Regions from separate parts of the Sus scrofa genome. Here region 2 is linked to region 1. The links are chromatin contacts, called in public promoter capture Hi-C maps. All regions are on one chromosome and are shown on one strand. Each heading gives the region's core, a stretch centred on a gene start, on an enhancer-like site or on the middle of the called end of the contact. The rest is flanking DNA. Distances are from core to core; before and after follow the strand shown.

Region 1 (5,851 bases), core at 1,846-4,345:
AAACAAAGACCCATCAATTTTCAAAGCAACACCAGGTAGATGCAACTGCATCAACAGAAACCCTCACTAGTGAATAAACCACATACTCTGGTCATGATAACAATGAATAAAAGTGATCCTTTGGACTTATTAAGCAACTCTGAAAATTTTAGACTTCTCATTGGGACATTCTGAGTTTAGATAAAGTCATACTTGCTCTATTAAGACAATGGTTAGGAATATTTAATTTGTATATTAGAAGACCTGTGGCCTGGTTTTATATGCTCAGCTTGGCAAGTGACTTCTATTAATTCATAGGAATTCAGCTACAATGGAGTGCTCATATTAGACTAATTCTGTGTCAGAAACAATAAAAGCTGAATAAAATATATATAAATGTTTGAAGACAATTATTTCAGACAGGGTTTAAGGGGCTATGATTCCTGAGAGAAGGGAAGCACAGGAAGGGCTCTAAAGTCAATCTGGCCCTTTCCCTGAGACATTTCTAATTCATGAAGTGAGGGGATACGGTCTGGCTAGAAAGCTACAGGCTCACTGGGAAGAGGCAAGAGAAGACAGGGTTTGACTCTGCCAAAGTGACTGAAGCTTGAGGGGCAAAATTTCAGAGGAAGGAGTGACAGAAGTCTGAAACTCTACATTTGATTTCTCTTTATGATTTTATAAGCTGTAAATGAACACCAGTGGATCATATACACTGATCACTAATATTCAATTAGAGTATTTTACATTGCTTTCCTAATGCCTCATCTTTATAACCCTATTAGCTCTCATGTACAGATATTGAACAATAGCTTTAAAGACTTGCTGCAAAGAATGAGCTTTATAAAGTACTTGGAGGGTGTGGCCATTGTACTTCAGAAAAGTTGTGGAATTAAACTATTTAAACACCTTTGTTAAATTTTACTGAATTTTCACATGTGAAGCTAGTTATTTTGTATGGAATACTTACTACAGTCACTACATCACTTTTTTTGCTAAGATTTATACATAAATCCTAAAATGTTTTGGCTTCCAGACTCAACAGAAATTTGTACATTTTACTGGTCTTCAAATTTGACATCTGATGCAATAATTTTGTGGATCTAAAACTCTTATACATATACTCCTCAAAAGATAGATGTAATGGTATTTATGAGGTCAAGGCTTTACACATTTTTTTTTTTTTCACTAGGGCCAATTTATTTTGCTTAGGTTCTGCTAAAGACCACTAATTAAAGCCAGGCATCTGTACACTTCCTTACAAAAGCTGGGTTTAGCAAGAATCCTCCCTCCCCAATCATCCTAGATTCCATCATCCCCAAGGTAATGTCTGATCACCCTGATCTGTCTTCAGCAAGAATCCTACTAGGTTGGTTTAGCCAAAATTTCCTCTTACCTCTAATATTTCCTCTTATCAATTTTCCTTCTACTGACCCTCACCTTGTTTCTTAGCTAAAGTTCCCACTTACCCCCTCTAAACATGAGGGTGAGCCCAATCTACCTGTTCTGCAAAATCTAAATGCAAAGATCCTAGCCATAGCTATCTCAATGGTCCTGAATAAAGTCTGCCTAACTATCTTTAACAAGTATCATGAATTTTTTCTTTAAGGCAGGCTGGATGTCCCAAGGAAGCCTAAGATAAAATTCAGAGGACTTGAGTTTATTGGAAATAACACATCAAAAGCATGTCCCATAAAAAAAATTATTTTCACATTGCAAATATATTTTTGTACATATGGCATTCTTAATGAAGTCTCTTATTTTGTGATAAATTATTTCTGAATTCCCTAATTATGGCAATTTTTTATTCTGCAGATTTATTTATTTATTTATTTTTTCATTTAGTCCTTTTTAGGAATCTTTCCTGAGCTTCCTGCCGGCTTTAAGCTTCATTCTTTTTTTTTTTTTTTTTTTTTCCCCCTAATGCCTGGGTACTGGACCAACTCTTGGTAAGAATATGTCTCTGGGAAGTGCTATGTTGAGTGACAAATGGATGAGGATGAAGGTTTTACTGAAGCATCTGACCCGCATTTAATTTTCCGTGTTGCTTTATTTGTTCCTTCGGTTTACCCCTCAGGATATTCAATTTTGTAGGCTCCGGTTGGGTCGTAGGTACTTCAGGCGTTTAGTAATCTGCTTTTCCCGCTAGAATAATATCCTCATTTATATTAAGGGCAGCTTACTCCAAACTGTTTTACATAGTATTTTTCTAAACCTCCTGAACGAACACATTTTCCCATTGAGCACTGGCACTGCTTCAGCGGCCTCTGGTGACCTCCCGGCTTGGCAACCTGCACCCCACTCCTCAGGAATCAAGCCTGACCCAGCGTGGCCTTGAGCGCCGCCGCCTCGGCAGACCCTCTCTCCCGTTTTCTCTCACACCGCCCCTCATCCATATTTCTCCTGCCGCCTCAGCTGTCGGCGACAGAGACACCCCGCTTCTCGCCTCCCGTGGCTACCCCCCCGCCAGCCTGCCGCGCCAGACAGCGGGTAACCGCCGCCTCCGCTGGGGCATCCCGGCTCCATAGGCCTAGAGCGCTCCAGACACCTGCCTCTCACTGGCCAACGCCGCTGCCCCTCACGCGGCAGCCCCCTCGGCAATTGGCCCCCGGCCGTCCCTCGTCATCTTCGTCCTCGTCTCGAGTCCCGCCTCCGTCGCCGGGTCATTTAAGTTTATCACAAATAAATAAATAAAGGAGGAAATAGAAATGCGTAGAAAGTAAAAGCAGGCGGGAGGGGGCAGGGGCGTGGAGAAAAAAAGGAGGATCGGAGGAGTAGACAACCACACTTGATCGTGTTTGTGTTGACCAATCATGGCTCACTCCAGTCCGGTCTGACGGGCTCTCTCAACCAATAGAATCCCATCTCTCGGATCACTGAACAACGAGATATGACTGACCTCTCCAGAGTGGGCGAATGTGCGGCAGAGGTGGGGGGGAAGTGGGAAGATTGCTGACCAATTGCCTGTTAACAGTTCTCTGAGCGAAGTTTCCGTGCCCCAATGGGTGTCTGAGATAGCGGATTGGGCCTTTTCTAGTCCAATCGAAGGTGGTAGAGATGAGGGAAGAGGCAATGGGGGCGGGGACAGGTGAGGGGAGGAGGAAGAGTGTATTTTGTTTATGGGCGGCAACTTCACGAGGGGCGTCCCATTCTTATTGGCTCACTGAAGCCAAGAGTGGCATTAGGGAAACCGAATAGTAGGAAAAGATAGAGGGTTCGCGGCGTGAGGCGGCCAATGTGGGCTTTTTGCCGAAGAAGTAGGGGCGGGGGAAGTTTAGGAGTTGAGGAAAGAAGATTAAAGAGCGCGAGGAGGTAACGCCAAAAACTCTAATTTGTTGTGGGGCTGGCGGGCGGGAGGGAGGGGTGTGTGCATGCCGTGGGGGACCAGGCGTCTGCGAGGCGCTAGGAGTTGGGGGTGGCGGGACGGGAAAGGAGGGGCGCGGGGTGGGGTTGGGGGAGCGAGTTAGAGTGGCGAGCTCGCGGGCCGTTGGCGGGCCAAGCGAACGCCCCCTCCCCCAGGCGTCCCCCCTCCGCGCCCCCTTCCCCCGGGCGCCCCTCCTCGCTCCAAGCGGCTGCGGCGGCCTCGCCCGACCAGGCGCGGAGGGAGGGAGCGCGGGAGGGTCCGGGGTCCTAGGGCGGGCGGGGCGTCCCGCAGCTGGAAACGTGTCTTCTGCCTTCTTCTCTCTACTCCCCGCGCCTGGAGCTGCCGCTTCCAAGAAGAGGAGCTGAGGGGGACTAGCCGGGGCTCAGGAGCTGCTAGAGGCGCCCGCTTGTCTTCCGTCCCCTCCCTCCTCGCCCTTCCCCACTTGCCGTGGCTCTGGCGGTCTCTGGAGCGTCTTCAGAGAACTGGGGGGCGGGAGGGGTCCTGGCCCCAGAGCCGCTGGACGCCCCTCAAGACGCGGGAGCTACCGGCCGCCGCCTGCTTCGCTGCTGCGACTGTAGAGGAGGGGGCTTGGGAAGGGAAGACACACCTTTCCTTCTTTCTCTCTTCCTTTGGGCCCCTTTGGAAATATTAAAATATGTTTGCTCTTTTTCATAGCTGAGATAAAATGGTTGGATGCTTTTTGAAAGTTTAAAAGAAACGCACTCTCTTTTACATTGTTTAATGCATTTCTGTCCGGGTGGCGTTCTGGTCACCTCCCACCACCCGCCTCATGCCCCGCCCCTCCCGAAGCTGTTATCCTTTTTAAGGATGCTGAAGAGGCAGGAGGAAGGGATTTTCTAAAAGTTATATTGATAAACACACTTGCACAAACATATGCTAGGCACACACATAAACTATAAACATTAGCGAAAAACACAATATGGCGTACAGCTACGCTACCTAGCACGGTAATCCGCTGATCTCTTAACGCTGAACCCAGTTGAATGGGGTCAGTAGCAGGGTGACAGTTTTCCAATAAAAATTTGAATGAACCAGGAAGTAATTAAAGCCTGTTCGTTAAGTACTGGCCTCAAAAATCACCATTGGCCCAAGCAAAGTTAAACTTGTTAATCTTCTAGACACGTGAAAATTGTATTAACTACTTCTTACCCTTAAGAAAAGCCAAAATGTCGCTAAAGTGCAGTTTTCTCACTGCGTGGTCATGTGTAAATTTCAGCTAAGGAAATTAGCAGAGACCACTCATTCTCCCAATATTTTCAAACAAGTTCTGTTCTAAAGTTAGCTGTTCTTGTTGCCACTGAAAGTTTTAAACCATGAATAATAGGACCACTTTGTAAATTCTCAAGCTTTACACATTAATCAGTTATCATCAACAGTTTCATAAATGATTTATTTTCTTATCTGTTGCTCCTAATCCCATGTACTCTGCTGTCATTTGGGAATTGTTATAGTCTTCCACCCTGCTACACCCCAACCCCACATTTGACAAGTACAATTTTGGCTATCTGTATTTCTGTTTTTTGATTAGGCAGTTCTGTATTTCTAGGAAAAGTTCAATTTTTTTAATGCCCTTGTTTGCTCTTGTTATTCTTAATCAGAATATATCTAGTTGAGGCACAGATAGTGTGTGGTGATACCACTTACTGTGCCCTCTTCAGAGTAGTCTCTCAAGAAAGTTTTTGAAATTGTCCTTGAAGAATTGCTTTGTTACTCATTGTTAAGTGCTCAAGTATTCTTAACACTGGGGATGTGATTTCCTTTGAGCTCAATTTTGGAGGGCTTTAGGCCTCAGAATACATGATGCTCAAATAAAAGGTGAGATGAATAAAAGTGAGTTTTCTAGAAATATAATAACCTGCTCAGTCAATCTAGCAGTTGGGTATTTTTGGTTTTGTGATTTCAGATCTCACAGACCAGTGGAATAAAGGCCTTTTGCATATGAGGATCAGGTGACAAGTTAACTGGCTACCAACCTCCAAAGCAATTCGCCCTTTCATGGTGAGGTCCCAATTTTAACAGACTAAAGAAAGAGGTTTAAGACTAAAAATGTCAAGTTATATCCATTTTTAGGAAGAAGTCTTTATGCTTACCTGCCTTAAGATGCCAGCATTTTAAGATTACTTCTATACCAGGAAAATACAGATATAGTTCATGTGTACACTGATAATGACTAGCTCCTGAAAGGCAGTATGAGTTTAAATGGAGTACTAGAGGAAAGAACAGCTTACATGTGAGGGTTACAATTTTGTGTATATTTGGGGAGAGCGGGGGGCAGGTGTTCAGAACTACTAGTTGATGTGATATTAGTTTCTTAAGAGGTTAAGTTGGAAAGTTTTTGAGACCCACAAATATCCAACTACTCTTGTTGTCAAATTAATATGAATTTGACTACTTGATATAGGAATAAAATTTTAAGGAGAAAGCCATTTTTAATGAAATACCTTTTATCTCAGTAGTCAATCTTTAGAAGACTTTCTGACCAAACTG
Region 2 (5,851 bases), core at 2,027-4,526, 510 kb after region 1:
GGGTGCTTTGTGGCCTTAGTCTTGAGAGTCTTTTCTTTATGGGATCCTCTTCTCACCCAGTTGCTTTCTGTGCTCTCACCCTCTCACCACCCCAACCGTTTCTAACATCAAAGATTTGAGTTTTTAAACCTTATCTCTAATTGCAGAATAAAAGGTTCTCTTCTTTTCTTAGAGGAATTAAGACATTAGGTGAAAACAGTGGAGGTATATTTGAGTATATTCCTCCCCATCTACATGTAAAATCAGTTTTGACAATGATCACCGTATACCTTGGGGAATGAATTAAATTGGTCATTTACGTATGCTTTTTTTATTTAATATTGAGGGTAGAACAATATAGGACAAGAGTCATAGGAAAAATTTCCTACTAAATATATGATACATTTTTCTAAAAAAACAGGGAATTCCTGTTGTGGCTCAGTGGTAATGAACCCGACTAGTATACATGAGGATGCAGGTTCCATCTCTGGCACTCGGTGGATTGAAGATCTGGTGTTGCTGTGCACTATGACATAGATCACAGCTGCAGCTTGGATCTGGCATTGTTGTAGCTGTGGCATAAGCTGGCAGCTGCAGCTCCAATTCGACCCCTGGCCTAGGAACTTCCATATGCTGCAAGTGCAGCCCTAAAAAGCAAAAAAAAATTAAATAAAATTTAAAAATAAATAATTAAAAATAGCAACCTATAGTTAACAGCCTCCCCCCAAATGAGTAATAAAACAGCCAATATGGGCTCTAGAGTCAATAAAAAGAAAAGGAGAAATAAAGGAAAAATAATAGTTGAGGTAATTTTTACCACTCTTGAAGTGGTGGGTTTTGTTGGTAAAGAATCTCCTAGTTACCCACTTAGTTGAAATTCTGGACTGGGATCACTAAGGCATAAATTTAAGTAATTCAGTTATCTGTCAACTACAAACAATTAAAACATGTGGGTGGCATTGGGGGGAGAGAAAGATCATTATATAAATACTAGTATTGCCATTTTATTTAATTTATTTATTTATTTTTGTCTTGTTGGCTTTTCTAGGGCCACTCCTGCGGCATATGGAGATTCCCAGGCTAGGGGTCTAATTGGTGCTGTAGGCACTGGCCTACGCCAGAGCCACAGCAAAGAGGGATCCGAGCCGCATCTGCAACCTACACCACAGCTCATGGCATCGCCGGATTCTTAACCCACTGAGTAAGGCCAGGGATCGAACCCGCAACTTCATGGTTCCTAGTTGGATTCGTTAACCACTGCGCAACAATGGAACTCCGCCATTTTAAATAGAATATTATTTTACTCAATCCTGGCAAAATTTAGTTATGCAAAGAGTCAGTATATTTGTAAAGGTAAACAGCAAGTCTAGTAAGTAGTATAGTAAGAAAACTCTGAATTATAATCTCCAAAGTGAGTTATTTCATAAAGTGTAGAAGAAAATAATTCTGCCAGTTATCAGTATACTGCCTCTCACAATCAAATCTATCCTTCCTTGTCTGCTCTACAAAAATATATCAGGGTTCTTTAAATATTTTTCCTTTCCTAGCTGTATGAGGTTGCTTTGTTGGCAGAGGATTCAGAGAGACATAATAGGAGGAAGAGGTTTTCCTTCCTGGCTCCCCTATACTTTTTTGGTAGCCTCTTGCAGTGTGCATGGTTTCTCCAGCCTGGCTTCTGCATCACACACAGCTGCCTTGGGGCCAACAGCTAAAGCACAGGTAGCTTCTCCAGTGCCCAAAAGCCAGCTGCTACATCCAGCACCCACCACACACACACAAGCACACATACACACACTGAGTGGTTTACATAGTAGTATGCCTCAGATGAGACAGCCTCCCTGTGAACAGCTTCCCTTGCACGCTAGAGTACAGATTTCTGGAAAGTTTTGCTGACACAGCTCTATAGCAATGTCTCTGCTATTCATTCATTCATTCCTTGGCTACATCTTGTCCAACAAGGGCTGGATCCCAGTCTGGAGTTGTAGGGGACTCTTCCTTGGGCACCCTCCATCAGCCTCAGAAGTTGAGGTTGCTCCTTATATTTGCTTATTCTTATATACCTTACAATTCTTTTTACTTCTTACTAGTTACTCCCTTGTTGCTCCAATCCCCTGTTCTAGTTAGTACTTCTTTATATTAAACTTTCCGTGTTCAAATTGCTGTGTGATTTCTCACTCCTGATGGACCCTGACCTATATATGACCAAAAAGTATTAAAATAATCTGTATTGTTTGCAAATGGGGGGAAGTAAATATTCTAAGCCATCTCTTTATGGAATGGATTAGAATTAGTATGACATGCCTTATCCAGGCCTGGCTATTAAATGAACAGAATTTTGAGAATTTGATACTGGATTTAAAGGTGACATAAGACTATGATGCTATCTATATACCATTTGTAATTATACATGTGGTTTTCAGAACCCAATTTTAAAGTACTTACTTAATTTTACTTGAGTTTTTTTTTAATGTAAACTACACTAAAGCAAATTGTAAAAGTCTGGACTTCAAAGGTAACTTGCTAGTCTTGAAAAGATGTTGCAAAATAAAAACACTATAAGGTGAATTTGTAGGTTATTAATACTAGGGGAATAAAGATAACATTCTTTTTTGAGAACTCATAGCAATAGAGGTAGTTATTGCTATTATCCCTATTTTACAAATAGAAAAATAGAGGTTCAGTAAGGTTAAGGAACTGACCTAACATGGTATTTGCAGTATGTTTCAGAGCCAGAATTTGAACTTAGGTCTTCCTGTGAGCCCTGGCTGTAAACCATTGCTCTCTGCTTCCAGAACGTTACCACAAAAGTAAATAGCAAGCTACCTGGGTAAACAAACACAGAACACTTATGTGATTTTGATCAAAGATCCAGAAAAAAGAAACTCTAATGTATCTCTAGAATGTACAGCACACCCTGAGATATTTCTGAGACAATGTATTATTCTTATCTAACAAGATATGGACAAACTGGGTGAACACTGGTGATCAAATCCCCAGAACCAAAGTGAGAACAGTGTATCAAAAAAAAGCTCAGAAGCCTTAATTCAGAGCTGAATTGAAGGCAGATGAAATATTAACAGCAGTTCTAGCAGCACAAAATGAAATATGAGATCCTGTATCAGAAATTATTAGTAACCTGTTAAAAGAAATGCTGAAAAATGGCAGTTACCAAATTAAAACTGGGAAACAGAGCCCAAATGGGAAATTTCAAAAAGTTTGGAGGAAAATAAATGACAGATTGTCCTCTTGGCTCTTATTACTATGCCATCCTAAATCCTACTTGGCAATACATGGTGGAGGTGAAATAACTGCATCACTGCCAGTGCTGGTCCTCAGATTTGTAGTCCTAAGTGTCTGTGAGGGTGTCTGGGATTGATTGGAAAAGTAGTTGGAATTTAGTAGCTTTATCTAAATTGAAGAATCTGGAGACTCTTATTATGAAAGGCTTCCTCTCATTTGTGAATTGGCCCCTTTGCTCCACTTTTGGATGCCTGGCTTCCTCCATGCCGAGCTGCACTAAATGTTTCTACATGGGAAAGCTATTCTCCTTAAGTGCTTTCAAATTTAAAGCATCTATCTGGATATGTTCATGTTTATGACTCAAAATATCTAGCATCACAAAAAGAGGGAAAGGTTAGAAATACCAAATACTGGGTAGTAAATGAAGGCGATATTTTTCCATCGGTAACTGAGTGCAAAGAAATGACTATAAGCAGAGTTGTTGAGCAGTTGGTGCCAGAGAGAAAAAGGAAATGAGCTATAGAACCATAGAATCTTAGTGTTGGCAGAGACTATGGAGTTCATGCAGTCCAACCCTATCATTTTTCAATGAAGAGACTGAGACATGGGGAGTTAAGGGACTTGACTTGCCCTAGACACATAGTTGTTTACTGACAGTCAGGCCAAAAACATTTCCCAACTCCCAGTCTGGAACTCTGTAGTTCAGCATGCTGCTGCCATTCTCTACTGAAAATTAACACTAACCCAGCCTGGAACAAAGAAGAATTCAGCATCTGTGGGGAGCAAGAAAAGTGATAAATTTTGAGATAGAAATCAGGCTGGGGAAAGGATAGGGGGAAGGCATGATTCTTTTTCCTTGTGACTCATTGGCCAAATTTGTGCAAGGCGTTTTGTGCCAGTTTACTCCCCCATGTCTTCCCACAAAAAATAATAGGATCCTTTAGTTGTAATTCCCCAGGGTTCGTATTTATGCATTCAGATTTGATTTGCTTAGAGAATTTTCCCATGTACAGGTTATCTTGATTGGTTTGTGGGTGGCATTGCTATTGATTCCCATTATTTATGTGAGCCTGACTTTTTTCTCTGCACTGATATGTGCTCCAAAGTCCTTGTAGGGAGAATCTTCTCCAAGGGAAACCCTAACTGAGGATCAGATGTAAATTTAAGATGCGAAAATTATCTTCTGTTAACCTTTTTATTCCATTAGCCTCATAGAGAAGTTGAGCCATATGGAGGCCTTATAATCAGGTGTTAGGCAAAATATTTTTCTTTATTTGGAAGCATAGGATAATTTGAAGATAACCAGTAGCAAAGAAGATACAATAAAAAATGTCCCAATAGGACTCCCTGTGAAATAGCAACATGGGTCTTTTAGACAAGTCGAATATTTTTTAGAGTAGAGCAACCGGAAATGAGAGAATCAGACAGTATGATGAAAACTACAGATGGGATGCTTTGCATGAAAAGTGATTATGTACAAGAAAGGGCTCAGAGCAGGTAGGCGTGGAGTTGGAAAGGAGTGGGTAACTGAAATAAAAGAAGATAATGCTTGACCAGGTCTAGTAAAATATTCCCTGCCATAACCACTGTTCCATGAACAGATTGAGCCAAGAGGCCTGAATAAACTAACCTTAAGTTCAGCTTTGCCGTTATTGTGGGAGGCATCAGGGGGAGCACATCCGGATTTGTGTTACACAGTAATCACTGCTGGGTGTCAGCATTCATCAGCCAGATGGTCAGACCCACAATTAATCAATTAGGCTGGGATGATCAACTGGACTAAGTTTTCCCCTTTGGTAAAAAACCCTCATCATGTGGTCAAGGCCGATAGCACTTTTATCCTGTTGCTTCTGGAGAGGCTTCTAAAAATTCCTCTTTTCTTTTTTAGGCCTCTAGTTACTGAATGCTATTAAGCTCCAAGTTGCTTTGACAATGTAGATACCCTAAATCAAGATTTTAACATAATAGATTTTTAACATCCTCTATGTTCAAGTATAATGTTTAACATATCCAGACAGAAATAAACTTTTTAAAGCAATATTCTCTGAGGAATGTTATTCAACTGATTTTACTAGCATCTTCATATTGGTTCCACTCTGTATGAATGGAACCATATGCCAGTGGAAGGACACTGGCAATGATTCTTTTGCTAGACACTTGGGAAGATGATATGATAATCAAATAAAAATAAAAGCACTTTATTGCAGTTCCTGTTGTGGCTCAGTGGAAAGGAACCTGCTAATATTCATGAGGATGCGGGTTCGATCCCTGGCCTCACTCAGTGAGTTAAGGATCTGGTGTTGCTTTGAGCTATGGTGTAGGTCATAGATGCAGCTTGGATCTGACATTGCTGTGGCTGTGGCGTAGGCCAGCAGCTGCAGCTCCAGTTTAGCCCCTAGCCTAAGGCCCTTAAATTTTTTTTAAATAAATAAAAAATAAAGTAAAGTAAAAGCACTTTATTGAGTGCTCACCCTGTGACAGATACTGCTGTGGTAAGGATTGGCAGACTTTGATTCAATCCTTCTGGTAATTCAAGGTGATAATATTCCATTTCACAGAGAAGGAAACTGATGCTAAAAAGTTCATTTACTCAAGAATAATCATTTATCAAAGATGTGTTGAGACAATTTAA

Evidence for each region. Promoter capture Hi-C pulls out the DNA fragments that hold promoters and counts their contacts.
Region 2: a promoter capture Hi-C map of liver shows a contact between it and region 1, with 2.6 times the contacts expected there. The contact joins the enhancer-like site here to the promoter of ZBTB20 in region 1. A contact is called at or near these places in 1 of 5 promoter capture datasets (liver), 6 of 47 Hi-C or Micro-C datasets (liver, mesenteric adipose tissue, psoas muscle and 2 more) and 2 of 2 datasets of contacts at active chromatin or transcription factors (alveolar macrophages and skeletal muscle).

What each region holds. Positions count from the first base shown.
Region 1 is chr13:144,852,726-144,858,576 of Sscrofa11.1, forward strand. ZBTB20 (zinc finger and BTB domain-containing protein 20) reads left to right here and starts at 3,096. Exons shown (of 10, transcript XM_021071270.1): 1 at 3,096-3,291; 2 at 5,268-5,362.
Region 2 is chr13:145,357,810-145,363,660 of Sscrofa11.1, forward strand. All of the region lies in intron 4 of ZBTB20 (zinc finger and BTB domain-containing protein 20), which reads left to right. Among named protein-coding and RNA genes, the nearest start is that of DRD3, 410 kb to the right of the region's middle. Within about 2 kb of position 3,277, at least 17 of the 83 cell types and tissues checked have an H3K27ac peak or open chromatin away from gene starts, as enhancers often do. A contact at or near this core is called in liver and retroperitoneal adipose tissue, where this site is marked.